Linked DNA regions of Anas platyrhynchos: region 2 is linked to region 1. The links are chromatin contacts, called in public Hi-C maps. All regions are on one chromosome and are shown on one strand. The core of a region is the stretch at or near the end of the contact, and the rest is flanking DNA. Distances in the headings are between cores, read along the strand shown. Region 1 holds the start of DNAJC3 (DnaJ heat shock protein family (Hsp40) member C3). Region 2 overlaps ABCC4 (ATP binding cassette subfamily C member 4 (PEL blood group)).

Region 1 (6,901 bases), core at 365-2,864:
ACCAGAAACACAAGTTTCACTGTCACGTTCTTCCAAGCAGAAACATGCACGCCACTAAACTTAATCAAAGGGAGCTGAACTTTTATTTTTAAACTGAGTCCAGTGGTTGTTTTGTCACGTGAAGGGGCAGTCCTGCTTTTGGGATGGTTCTGATTAGTATGGCCCTTCTGTAAGTGTGTCAGCATGCTTTGCAGCGATAAGAACGAACAAAGGAAGAAGTGGAGATGCAATCGCAGCTTCAGGGCTGATCAAAAAAGCTCACAAGCGGCCTCAGGGCACAGCAAAACCTTCCCCTCCCCACATCCAGTTGACATATGTCCAATTTCCATCCACGCAGTTTTACTCCCTCAGTTTGCAAACAAAGTTCATAAATAAAACAAAGCTTGGAAACCAAAAAGACAAGAGAAAACTCCTTTCTTCCTCACAAAACTTGGGGAGAAACGAAAAAACCTTCCCAAACTCAGGGCAGAAACATATGGGATAGGAGTGAGGAGGTTACTGGGCTGACAGTAACGAATTGAGCACCACATACTTAAAATCATTTCTTCTTGTTCTCCTTATTACCTTTCCCTCAGGGTGAAGAAGGGAAAGAGGAACAATATTTCCCTATCCTCCCCAGTTGCCTCTTTTTGCCTGTTTGTGTGGGTGAGCAGCCACGAAGGGGAAGCGTTCCCAAGAGGCAGTCTGTGCCAGACGGGAGCTCTTCGGCAGAAGTCAGGGAGTTCAAGGGGAAAGGATTCAGGAAACAGGACAGGAAGGGATGAACTGCAACTTCCCACGACACCACGTATCCCAAAACATTTCTGACTGAACGCGTTTACTGGCCTGAAATAACTCACATCCACAGATATCGACTGTAAGGTACAAAGGTCACGCAGGCTGTCACTGATCCATGAACCAGATGGCACAAGGCAGACTTTTACAAGCAAGGCAGCAAGATGCAAATGGAAACACGAATAATGTTTAAAGTAGCACGAAATCCCTAAACCCCTTCAGTACATTTTCTGGAAAATGAACTCAGGAATTAAAACATGAGTAAAATATAGGTAAATTCGGTAAGTGACGGGTGTTGGTTCCGGGCCTTAATTTAGTACTTCACTCCAGAATATCTCTATTAAGTTGACATGAAGAAGACACACCCCCGTTTAGTAACGTGACTTCAGTTATTCTACAGAGGCACTGACCCGTGCAGTTGAGCCAGGCTGGCACCACCAAACGCAGAGCCCCCAGCCTGTCACAACCGCTGTTTCTCCCCTGACTGTGCCAGAGCAGCCATCCAAGGAGGTAACTCTGAAGGCGCCGCCCGGCCCCGGCGGTTGCATAACGGGGCCTGGGCGCTGCCGGGGCGCACACCCGGCGCCGGGAGGGAGGCGCAGCCAAACCGCCCCGACCCCCTCAGGCAGCGCCGGGGAAGGCCCGGAGGGTCGCTAAGGCCCGGGGGTGAATCGCTGCTCACCGTGGTGCCGCAGGTCGAGGAGCACGATGAGGAAGGGCAGCGCGGGGCCCAGCCGCCCGGCGGAGGCGGCGGCGCACACCATGACCGCCCCACGCCCGCCGCGACACTGCCGGCCGAGCCCCGGCCGCGCGGCTCTTGGTGCTGCGGGGAGGGTCGTGGGCGCCGCTGATTGGCCCGGCGCGGGGCAGCGCCGCCGCCGATTGGCCCGCGAGGCGGAAGCGGCGCCGGGGTGGGGTGGGGAGGTGAGGCCGGTGGTGGCGGCGCGCGTGCGCGCTGGGGGTGGGGCGGCTTATGGCTGGCGGCCGCACGCCCCGGCTGCCCTAATCGCGGCGGCGCATGCGCGGTGAGGCGGAGCGACGCCGCTGCGGGTGGAGGGTTCCCTGACCTGAAATGGCCGCCGCCAGGAGTTCAATAAAGCCCTTCAGTTCCTCTCCCTGCCGCCCCCTCATCGCTCTCTCATGGGGCGGAGGCTTCGTGCCCGTACCCAGCCATAAACACGGAGGCAGCGCCTCTCCTCTTAATTCTAGAGTTCAACCTACCCCTTCTGCCGTTCCTGTGTCACAACCTTATATTATCTTGTTTTTCACTGAGGTGCAGCACAGCCAAAACCATCAGCTTTTGCCCAAACCGCCAGGCATGCCGAAATTATTCAGGGGATTCACCAAACTGCCCCAAAAACGGTGATGTGACCTACCAGAGCGCAGCATTCTCACGCTAAAAGTTCATACGTGACCTATAAACTTGTCATGGTCTTAGCAGAGATAGGGTTAATTTTCTTCATAAAGGCTTGTGTGATGCTGTGTTCTGGATTTTTGATTAAAATAGCAGCAATAACACATATTTTTGGTTGCTGCAGAGCAGTGCTTGGGTAGAGCCAGCTTCTCACACTGCCCTGCCAGCAAGGAGGCTGCGGGTGCACCAGGACAGCCAGGGCAGCTGGCCAGAGGGATGTCCCACAGCGTGTGGTGCCATGCTCAGCAGTAAAAGTTAGGGTACAGGAGGAAGAAGACAGAGGCATTCAGAGCGATGGCCTTTGTCTTGCCAAGAAACTTGATGAGCCCTGCCTTCATGAGCACCTGCCTGCCGATGGGAGGCAGCAAATGGACTCATTTGGCTCTGCTTGTGCACGTGACTTTTGCTTTACCTGTTAAAATGTCTTTTCCTCAACCTATGAATTCTCACAATTTAACCTTTCCAATTGTCTCATCCTCTTGAGAAGGGTGAGTGAGCAACTCTGTGGTGCTGAGCTTCCTGCTGGGGCTAAAGCACAACAGCCGCACACTGAAAGCAAAACCTTTGTAAGACAGGTTGCCATCTAACCAGCATGTGTTTGGAGACGTCTTTTTTTTTTTTTTTTTTTTTTTTTTTTTTTTTTTTCTCATTACTAAAATACATGCATTCTTATTTACCACAGAAAAGCTAATAGTGTGTGTGCATAGACATTTGTTTTAAGTTATCTGCTGTGTATTGTTGAATAAAAACTTCATATTAGGGACATATTATATAATGTTACATGCCATCAATGTTAAAAAAAATAATCATCGTATTCTCATTAGAAGTCTGCCAAGCAAGTAACAACATTGAAGTTCAGAGTCTGATTCAGCAATCACATAAATTTCTTTTTTCTTTCTGCAGGTACATTCACATTACCCTTTTCACCCTACGTGATAAAATTCACAAGAAGGAAGATCTGATCTTAGAAGATCAGAATGAAAAATGAAAAGTCAGTTAGCCCTCTTCAACATTTCGTTCAGAAGATGATGCTTCAAAAGTGTCACCTTGAAATTTGACCTGCAGAAAGTACTCAGAAATAAGAACTCGCAATAATAGAAGTGATAGATGTGAAATGAAGACTTGTGTGTCAGGTACGCCCTACTTCTGTACAGCGTGGTAGGTACACCCTGCTCCTTACTGGGCATATGACTTGTTCAGACTTATAAGCCTCTGTAGGTGTCAGTGTAATCACTCCTTGAACCAGCTCATTAACAATGGAGCCTCAGGAAGAGCTCACTTCAGGAAACAACCCGATAAGGCATCTGAGCTTCACTACGAGTCAATCAGGACTACAATATGACTACGAGTCCATCATGACTACAATATGACTATGATAAAGATCTAATAAATATGAAAGGAAAAGCCATCACGGCATCATTGCTATCTACAGAACGCTGTGAAGTCTGATGCTGTCTCACTCTTCTGTTGAGGGTTGAGAGGGAGGATTGCACAACCTGATTCCTAAACAGATTGGCGGAAGACCTGAATCCTGGAAAATTACTGACCAAAAGCCTTATAATCCTATAAATAGGGATCCCAAACAAGAACTCTTTGAGCACTCCAGGGACCACAGCAGGCTGCACTCTCAATCTCTCCCTGAACTGGGACACTTCTCAGGGTACCCCTGAGGGGATGTGCATCTCAGAGCTGACTCCTTGAGGAACAATCTCATCTGTGGACCAATGCTGACATGGAAGTAGGGTGAGTAATTCACTCTAAGGGGGAGTTTCGGAAGCATGCGACTGGATTTAGAGCTCCCCCCTGGACCCTACACTAAGGCTCGGGTGACCCTTGCCATTCAGGAACCTTTAAGTCACTGTTGCTATTGTAGCAAGTTTCTTTAGATCACCATGTTAACTGACTGATACTTAGATGCTGATTAAGTGCTGTTAAAATCTTATGATCTAACCTTGTTATTTGCTGTAGAGATATATAATAAATCCTTAACTGCTGCAACATCAGAGTTGTGTAAAATCTAATTCTGCAACATGACGTTCTGAAGATGTCAGCATGAGGAAGAACATGACAACCCTAGCACTATGGGTAAGATGAAATAAAAAGGCTGAAACTGAAGAATATAATCACTGTTACATTATTTTACCTGAGAGGGGGGAAAAAAAAAAAAAAAAAAAAAAAAAAAAAAAAAAAAGTATTAGATCAAAGCCAGATAAAATGAATATGACAGGGCAATTTATACTTCCAGCCCCCTAAGATAACAATATATAATATCAAGGGTGAATGCCTACTCAACAGGCCCTTAATGTTAAATGAGATACGGAAAAAAAAAAAAAAAAAAAGAAATCTGGAGAAAACTCTGTACTTTATACTAGGATTCCAGGCATGAAGGTTCAAGCATCAAGTCCCTTAAAGCAAGATGAAAGTATGATGATGAATGTATTGAATGTGATTTTAAGTAGATGCTTGACAAGTATATATTTGAAGGTCAATATTTCAGGCTGACATAGTAATGTAAAGAACGGTGTATAACACTACAAAGTAACATGCTCAAAGGGAAAGCATTGTTCATTGTCCCTCTGTGATAGAAATGTTGTCAGGTACACAGATGCCAACACAGTAATTCTTGAAAGAGACTGCAAACCATGAAGGTGCATTCTTGATGATCATCCGCCCCAAAACATATATAATTTCAATACTAAGTATAAGCTTGGAAGAAAAAAGTTCTACACATATTCTGGTGAGCAATTTCAGAAGCAGACAAGATGCAGAGAAGGAGAAAGACTTTGAAATCACAAATGTGTATGACATGCCAACATTATTTTTTTGAATTTCAAAAATAGAAAAGCAACGCAGCTGTAATGCAATAAGTACTTCAAAAGGATTAATCAGAATTAGGCTCGTGCCAGAAACATGTTTCTTCCTCAGTCCTGAGTTTTGGAGGGAATGAGTGGATGGAGAAGATTACACCACGTTCAGACAGAAAGCCAAGGAATTTTCCTGGAGTTGCTGCTGGTGATACATGTGGTAACAGCAGAGGGCGTCCATTAGCAAGGAATGACTTTTTATGCTCTTCATCGCTTCTTAAAGGGATTGGTGAACTCAATGTGGGGACTAACATATATATGGTGGATATTGTTAAGGCTTTATTAACTGAGAAACCTGCATATATATATATAAATATATACATAAAAGGCCCTATGTATGTGTATATATATGTATATATTGTATATATATATACACAGGAAAGACAATAACAGTGGGAAGTCTGGATTAGACACAACAGCACACAAGGTACTGGAGGGACCCTGCTCATTATCAATAGGTTTGGCGACAGGTTTTAATTAATAATCGTGTTTCCAGAAACACTTAATCAAATAAAAACATTGCCTGATGTAGGCAAAGAAGCAGTACAGCAGACTATTATGCTATGTGCACAGTCTAGCATGCAAATATAGGAGGAGGTGAGAGGGGATGGTAACTGAGATGCTGTTTTCAGGGCTTCTTGTAAGAGAAGACCTCTCAGACCTTACACCTTATTTTTTGTCTCATCTTTCTACATCCCCGTCAGCAATTTAGCTGTGTTGGAGCTAAACAGAATAGCACTGTACATCTATTTGAGCAGTTCTTTTTACATTTGGATTAGTATTTAAAAGAGGTGGCTTTAGAGAAATGCATTATTTATGGGCTCCTTTTGCAGTAAATGGAAGCAGAAGGGCTCCTACAGGCTGTGGTTCAGGATGAGCACTTAATTTAAGTTCTTTAAAATTGTACTTGGAAAAAACTTATCTTCATCCATAGACTTGAAAGGGGACGCGAGGGACCATTAGGGTAAGGTTAGCCTCTGTTAATGCTTTCCCCTCCATGCTGCCCTAACGAAATTCCACAAATATGTTTTTGTCCCATCTGTGATGGGAGAACCATTAGAACTGCTTGTTCCAAGGCTGAGCTACAACCTTGTGTTAGAAGCTCTGTAAATGTACTAGTTACTACCTGCTGCTATAAATATGCTTTATGTAGGCCTTGAGTCTGCTTTATTCACTAAGCTATATTGCTATGGTTAATTATCAACAGGGGTGTAGGACAGAAGTTGAAAAAGGGGAATTAGACATCAGTGCTTCCTTACAGTTAAATTTATTTTAAATGTATTTTAATCAGGGGAATTATAGTATGTCTGTAATTTTACTTACTAGCTATGGTAGCAACAGCAAACTCCAAACATCTCCTAACGTAGTCACTGCCTCCTGCCTAACTTAACCTTCTCGTGTTAAACAGGGAAGGGGATAATAGTAACCCCACATTACACTTTACCTTGACATCTTTGTTTCCCACTCAGAATTAGAAGAATAACAGATACTTTTGTGGGCTTTATTTTGAACAAGAAATATTCCAGAAACAATTCAACCTTATTTAAAATTGAAACAATTAAACTTAAGCAGTATTTTTCAGGTGTTTTAATTTCAAAGAAAAAAATCACTTTTGTTAGTTTTGAGAGGGCGAAGGATTAACAGAAGGCAACCTATACGACATATTACAACCCCTTTTAAAGCATTTTTTATTTTCGTATCTTAAGGCGTAGAACGCTTTAAAATAAAAAGGCTACTCTGAAATTAAAAGTGAAGAAATTTTGCTTTGAACGTTAAAGTATATTGATACTTCTACACTATATTTGATCGTAGCTATATTTCAGAAGTGCTGTATTTCTGAAATAAAACA
Region 2 (6,895 bases), core at 3,768-6,267, 160 kb after region 1:
ATGTAGGAGAAGAGTAAGTGCAATGAGGCAGTGTAGACATTTCTGAAGTATGAGGATCATGTGTGCAAATATGGTGGGATTGGGAGTCTTTAGTCAGGAAATACGGATGGCAAAAACAGCGGGTGGGAGATGCAGGATTCATATTGTGTCTGCTCTGCACTACACTGTCAGCTGTAGAGGGAAAGTGTGAGCCCTACCTGGTGTCCTGTAGCTGCTTTCAATACTGGAGGGCAGGCTCAGAAAGGATGAACATGCTGCTGTTTTTGGCAGAAGGACCTCATTTGTGTTCTTTTGTTTTGTTTTCCACGATGTTTTGAATAAAATAGTAATGTTTGCTGTAGGTACCTGTACTTCAGCATAAACTACAAGAGTGAAACATTTAAATGCAAAACCTGTTTTAAATGTAAGACTTTAGAAGTCCTAAATCATCAAGCTATTGAAATACAGAATTAGTATTTTAGAACTTAAATTTGGGGGGAAAATAGTTAATCTTGCCTAGAATGGAGTAAGCAGAAATGTGGTTTTGCAGGGTGTCACTGTCATTTATTGATCAAAGTACCTAAAAATGTCCTGTTTTATTTTCTTTGTGTGTCTGGTTGTAATAAATCTTTTTTTTTGTTATCGATGAATTTCTGATTGTAATAAGCCCACACATAACCCATGTATTAAACAGGTAATCTCCGCTCTTCAGAGAAACATTTTGTAAAAGTCGATGCAAATGGAATTAGAAAAGCCTAATGTGTGAAAATCCCCACCACAGTGAAATGCAGGCAGTAACATTCATTATTACTGCTTCAACTAAATTGCGGGAGGGGACAGAAGTGCTTGGGATGCTGGATGGTGCACGCTGGCTTTTCAATACTTTCATGTAGCCTGTGTTCAGCTCCAGGGCAGTGCTCTTTCAAAAGATCATTCAAGCTGTGCAGGTTGAGGGACGTGGATGGAAGGCTGAAAAAGATGCCTTAGGAACAGGAGAATGACTGTCGAGTGGAGGCAGTGGCAGGCTGTTCCCTTTTTCTCCTGTCTCAGTTTCCAGTATATCCTACGGGTCACAAGATTCTGCTCCTAGCAGCTGGCTCCAGCTCCCCCGCGCTTCTGATTATGAATTAGAGAGAGAAGGAGAGAGTAGAAAATGTAGGGAAAAAATACAAAGCTGATGGCTAGGTGTATCTGCGCAAGACTGAAAAGAATCTGTTTTTTTAAGAAGGTGGATTTTTGAACCCTTGAACGAGAGCAAGTGGGGTTTTCAGCACTGATATTAAAATATGCTCAGATGGAGGCAGGAGATACCATGCTTCGTGTGAGAATGAAGCATAATCAGAGGGGAATCAGTAGCCTTTCCTCCATATTGATGCATACACACATAGGAACTGAAGAATATTATGGTATTTAATTTTTTTTTTCCTCTAAGCTGTCTTCTCCCCTCACCTTAGCTACACAGCAACGTCTGCATCTATTCCTGAAGCTCACCCAACATTTTAGGATGAAGCGATTGCCTCAAGGTCCCCTTGTGAAACAAAGTGAGAGCAGTTGTTTTTCAGAGGGTTATTTTGGTAGAGACTGGGAAAAGAGGATAAATTTCATCTGGGTAAAAAAGATAGTTGTTTTTTCTCAAGGACACAATCCTATCGCAAGCTAGTGTTTGCCTCTCAGCATCCTGTGGATGCTAGCAATTCTGTTTTTCTCTGCATGGTAGACATAAACAATTCAATACTGAAAGAATGGAAGAATGTCTTAAGAGAACTTAAACAGTGTTTAAAGCTTACGTTGTTTTACTGCTTTTGAACATTTTATTTCTAGTGTTGATTTCTGTCCCCATCCCCCTGCTATGTTAAATCCCTAATGTTAGCCATATAATTTTTTTCTTGATTTGTGCTATTTTTATTTGAAGCCTTCCATATACGTTACTATAGCATTTTTGAATTAAATGGCTAGCTAGAATTTATACCTGATACGAATGCTACTGCTAGAAGAGAAGTTCCTGGTAAAAGCTGAAATGAGACCGATTCCTTGCTAATAACTCCCTGATGTTTCATCCATCATCTAAATCCAAATCACACTTCAAAGGCCATGTGCCTCATTACAGATACAGGCTATGTCTGGAATTCCTTTCCCTGACTACCACCTTCCTCTCCCGAGCCCTCTCTTTCACACGTACTATTTGGAGGTACCTAAAATGGGGCACAGCAGTGCTCACCTGGCCAGAGTTCAGACTTGCTTTGCTGTTTCACAGAATCACAGAATTTCTAGGTTGGAAGAGACCTCAAGATCATCGAGTCCAACCTCTAACCTAACACTAACAGTCCCCACTAAACCATATCCCTAAGCTCTACATCTAAATGTCTTTGGTGGAGATGTGGATGTGCACTGAGTTTGGAGGCTGCAGGAAAATGGTTGACTGCTTGCAGGTCTCTTAAGTGATACCAGCTGAATTTTGAGCAAGGTCCTTTGTGCTTGCTAACACGTCACAGTGCTGTTTGTGCCCCCGTTGTCAACTTTATTCCATTTCCTCATAGTTACTGACTTTCGTAAGTCTTCAGCATTACTCTCATGTGTGCAGGCCATTCAGTACGTGTTAACTACTTGTCTTCTCTCAAAATGTTGTGGACTAGAGGCCTGTTTCAGGTCTTCATGGTGGGTGATTCAAATTGTGTTAGAATTGTTCTGTCTTTTGTCTCCAACTTGTAACTGTTATCCATGAAAAATTTCTTTTTTTTTATTTCTATGTGCTTCAGAGATCTTGTTATTGAGCAGGTTGCTGGTAGAGTTCCACAGTACTGTTACGCTGTGAAATCTGCACTTCTGCGTGATCTCTGGGATAGTTAGCTCTTAGAGGTGCATTGTCTGAATGGGTTTTGCATTGCTTTGGAATTCCTTTATCGGTGTGTTTATTTTTTCATCAATAACATTTTGTATGCTGCTTAGAAAAACATGTGTTTGGCTTCCTTTCTCATTCCCAGTCTCACATCAGTAACCCGACCTTTTCTTTTATTGCAGAACTTCCTGATACTTGATGAGGTCTCACACTTCAAGCCCCAGCTGCATGGTAGTAATGACAATGTCATTCTTCATGTTCAGGACTTGACTTGCTATTGGGATAAGGTAAACTTCTACTAAATGTTAAGGGCGTACTGGTGCTGCAGGCATGTTGAGCCTACAAAGCAGTATGTCTCTGTATGGTGCGCTGTTGCTTTGTATTGGTGCAGGAGAAACCTTTTAGTATGTTAAACTACCTCTGTTGAATAGATTTAAAACACTATCAAGTGCATCTTAGAAGTAGCTGCTCTTGAATTTTATACTAAATGAAAATCTGTACGTTTCTATGGGAAAATATCTCATTTAACAGCATCATACTGCAGCTTAGATGTTTACATTGGAATTAAGGACAGACAGCACAGTACAGCAGGCCTTAGTGTATGATGTTTTTTGTTGTTTTTTTCTTGTGAACTGAACGCTGACTGGTTCGTTAGTGTAGGAGCAGTACAATATTATACTTCATGTAACAGATTTGAAAGCTTTAGGGACGAATCTCCAAGAACTTGTTACTCTGTGTGTTTTAATTGAGGTTGTTCAGCTGCAAATTGCTCGTTCTTAAAATATGCCAAAGCCACCAAAATGACTAGAAAAGGGACAATACGGAGGTGATACATCTGTTATGTATCCTTTTCTCCAAGAGAGGCAAGTGTTGATTCTGTTTTTTAAAAATACAGTTGTTACGAGAAGCAGCAATTTGTGGTGAGTTGCTGGAGTTATTATGAGCTGCCAGTGTCCTTGCACAAGGGAAGCTTCAGTCTCCATCAGAAATGCTGGAAGCTCTAAAAATGAGTTTTGCATATAAATGTAATGCAAATAAGACATCTCACGGATCTCCCCTTATACACCCTCCTCCCCTCACATGTGCTGTGTCCCAAGGAAGATAAAGTGTGAAAATATATGAGAGGATCCACCTTACAATACTACTCAGCTATAAAACTAAATTGCTACGTTATTATGCTTTACTTTCTCAGAGCTTCTCTGTGACATGAATTCTTTCAGAGACATTGACCAAACTTTTTAATTAAGTGACGTGGAATATTTAATAGTGAATGCAGTCTGGTGCAGGGTGGAATGTATTTCTCAGCCTTTGTTTTCTCCCCAAACCAATATTATACCACTGCTAACAATCTATAGGAAATGGTTGCATAATATGTCCGTAGAACACCTTTGGGTTTTTCAGGAGTTATTTATATTAGGAGAAGTTGAATAGCATGACCGGAATTAACTAGATTCCTTTTGGTTTAAAAAAAGAAAAGAAAACTTAATGTAATTTTCATTTTGATATTTAAGTGAAATGTGCATAGCAGAAGAATAGTTCTCCCGGAACTATACCAGCAGTTCAGAACATTTCTCTTACACGCTTCTACAATAAGGCAAAATAATTTTATGGAGTTGCTGACTGAAAAGATGGGAGAGTTCTGTGAGAGGCAAGTTATGAAAGGAATAATAAAAATATGCTATACTTTGTCAAGTAACCAATTCAGCCTGCTGCTACTGTATCTGGGTTTCTCATGACTCTTTGGCTCTCTGTATAGCAACATCCAAAAGATTGGATTATATTTTTATTTTATTTTTAAAGATTATGAGTCCAAATAGGTACTTAAAAACAAAACAAAACAAAAAAATCCACAACAACCCACAAATCCAAAATCACTGGAAGTAAAAAAGGGATTATTAGATAGAGTTTTAGGAAAACAACTTAACATGGTGTATTACAGTTTATCAAAAGATAAATAAAACCAATTAATTCACGGTCACACTCTTGTTTTACCGAGGCAAGTCTTATCTGAGTTCCACAGGCTGGTCTGATAGCAGCATGGAACTGGGGACTCTTCAATACGGGGTTTTTCCTGACGTGCCTTTAGTTTACAGAACAGTCTGTGTGCTCAGCTGAAAAACTTGAAAATTCAGGAATTTGAACAGAGGCCAAATGTATCCCTTGTAATTTTAGTTGCTCAAATGAAGAGCTTAAGCAGTGTAGTACTTCTGTGTAATAGATCAGCTCTGAAGCCCTTAGATGGGATGAATTACTTCTTTCATTTGGCCGCAGGGTGTGAGGTCTGCCCAGGCTCACTGAAGGAGTTGCTGCTGCTGAAGGGATCAGTCCCGTATCTTTCTGTCCTCCCGCTCTGTGCCCCTGTTCCCTGCCTTGTGTTGGCGATGATGTGTGACCCCATGGTGAGGCTCTTCACAGGGATAAAGCAATGAAACCCTTTTTGTCTGATTTGTTTTCTGACAGCCGAGTCCCGTGAACAACAACACATCTGCAAGGTCAGGCCAGGAGAAGCAGCAGCAGAAGGGAGGTGACAGACGTGTAGCTGACAGGGCGCAGGGGAGCTGGGACATTTGGTGACAATTAGCTGTCAGGTGAACTTAGCTGTAACATCAGTCTGGGCTCTAATTTTAGTGCCTCGCTGCCTAAAAATAGAACAAACTGCCTTTAATTATGGAGTGCTATTTTGCAGAAATACCATGCCCTCATGGCTGTGCTTTTTGCTTGCATTACTGCTTCTCTGTAGGGTCTGTGACATCTTAGAGTACTGCTTTAATATATAATAACTTGGTAATTTAAAAACTTCTATTTTGATGTTTTTCTAACATTATTCGTAGGATCTTACAGTATTTTGTTTTGAAAACCTTGGCATGGGTGGAAGTCCCATTGCTCTCTTGTGAATACAGAAACAACATCAAGAGGTCTGAAGAGGGGCTGTGGAGGGGTGTGTGGAACAGCTTATTTACTTTTCTAAGTACTTTCTTCTAAGTAAAATCGATTTTTCAGATCTATTTATTAAAAGATAATTCCTCATCCTACAAACCTTGCATTAAAAAATGCGTTGGCTGCCACCAGCTAGTGGAATTCTGACCTTACCTCCAGTTCAGTACCTGAACCGTGCCTGTGCGTGCACTCTAGGCTGAGAAAGCACATTCATGGCAAAATGCTGATGGTGTGGAGAAAAAAGAAAAGATCCCTGTTGCTGCCACCTCGTGGGGATAACAGCAGCAACAACAGTAGGTGTGCGGGGTGGCACAGCACACACAGGTTTGGGTTCTTGCTGCGTGACTCTGATTTCATACAGAGAGCTGGCAGCTGTGACGGGATGTGTGCCACTGGGCTCTGAGGACCCTCCTGCTTCACCGAGCATTTCTCCTGGCCTGAGGAGGCACGTGTGTGTCAGTCCAGCTGTCACAGGTGGGATGGATACCGCACCTACGTCTCTCCCAGATCATTTGGAGCAGCTAGTTGCAAGTTTCCCCTTTGGGCAGTCCCAGAGCTGGGTCACCGGGCAGCTTCCTTGCAGGGACAGGTGACAGCCTTCTCAGCCTCCCGCATGTCAGAGGGTGGCTGGAGACTTTAAGCAGCCTGTCAGTAGCTTGGAGGGGCCATTGTGCCCTTCTTCTGAATTTTAGGGCTGGGCTTTAATGTGGTTGTTTAATAGAAATACTAGCAATATCCAGCGCTTTTTTTTTTTTTTTTTTTTAATGCTAGTATTTTGCTGTTTGCATTTTAGTGTCAGTCACGCTTAGGGCAGCCTCAGATGCATGTAAGGGCAAACCCTGTTACAAGGGATTTTTGCTTTAGTGAGGGGGAGCTGCACCAGACCCTTAGCTATGAGGTTTACAGTAGCTATTAAAGACATGAGGATCCTTCCTTTTCATAAGAAATAAAGGGGATGAGGAGGGGGTGCCACCGTCTGTCAATGACCAGCTGCATGGAGCTCCACCTGGGGGTAGATGAGGAGCTGGCAGGATTTGTGTGTCAGGATTAAAGGGAGGGCTGGGACGGGTGATGTTAGAGTGGGGGTCTGCTACAGGACACTCACCAGGAAGACTGAACAAGTGAGATCCTCTACAGACTGAT

Evidence for each region. A called contact is a pair of places that touch in the nucleus more often than the background predicts.
Region 2: a Hi-C map of liver shows a contact between it and region 1, with 4 times the contacts expected there. The contact joins the enhancer-like site here to the promoter of DNAJC3 in region 1. A contact is called at or near these places in 2 of 8 Hi-C or Micro-C datasets (liver and subcutaneous adipose tissue).

Annotation. Positions count from the first base shown.
Region 1 is chr1:153,699,153-153,706,053 of IASCAAS_PekinDuck_T2T, forward strand. It overlaps DNAJC3 (DnaJ heat shock protein family (Hsp40) member C3), which reads right to left and starts at 1,615. Exons shown (of 12, transcript XM_027443265.3): 1 at 1,457-1,615. The coding sequence starts at 1,538.
Region 2 is chr1:153,854,639-153,861,533 of IASCAAS_PekinDuck_T2T, forward strand. ABCC4 (ATP binding cassette subfamily C member 4 (PEL blood group)) reads left to right here. Exons shown (of 31, transcript XM_027443227.3): 9 at 2,998-3,102. Among named protein-coding and RNA genes, the nearest start is that of ABCC4, 28 kb to the left of the region's middle. Within about 2 kb of position 5,018, at least 2 of the 8 cell types and tissues checked have an H3K27ac peak or open chromatin away from gene starts, as enhancers often do.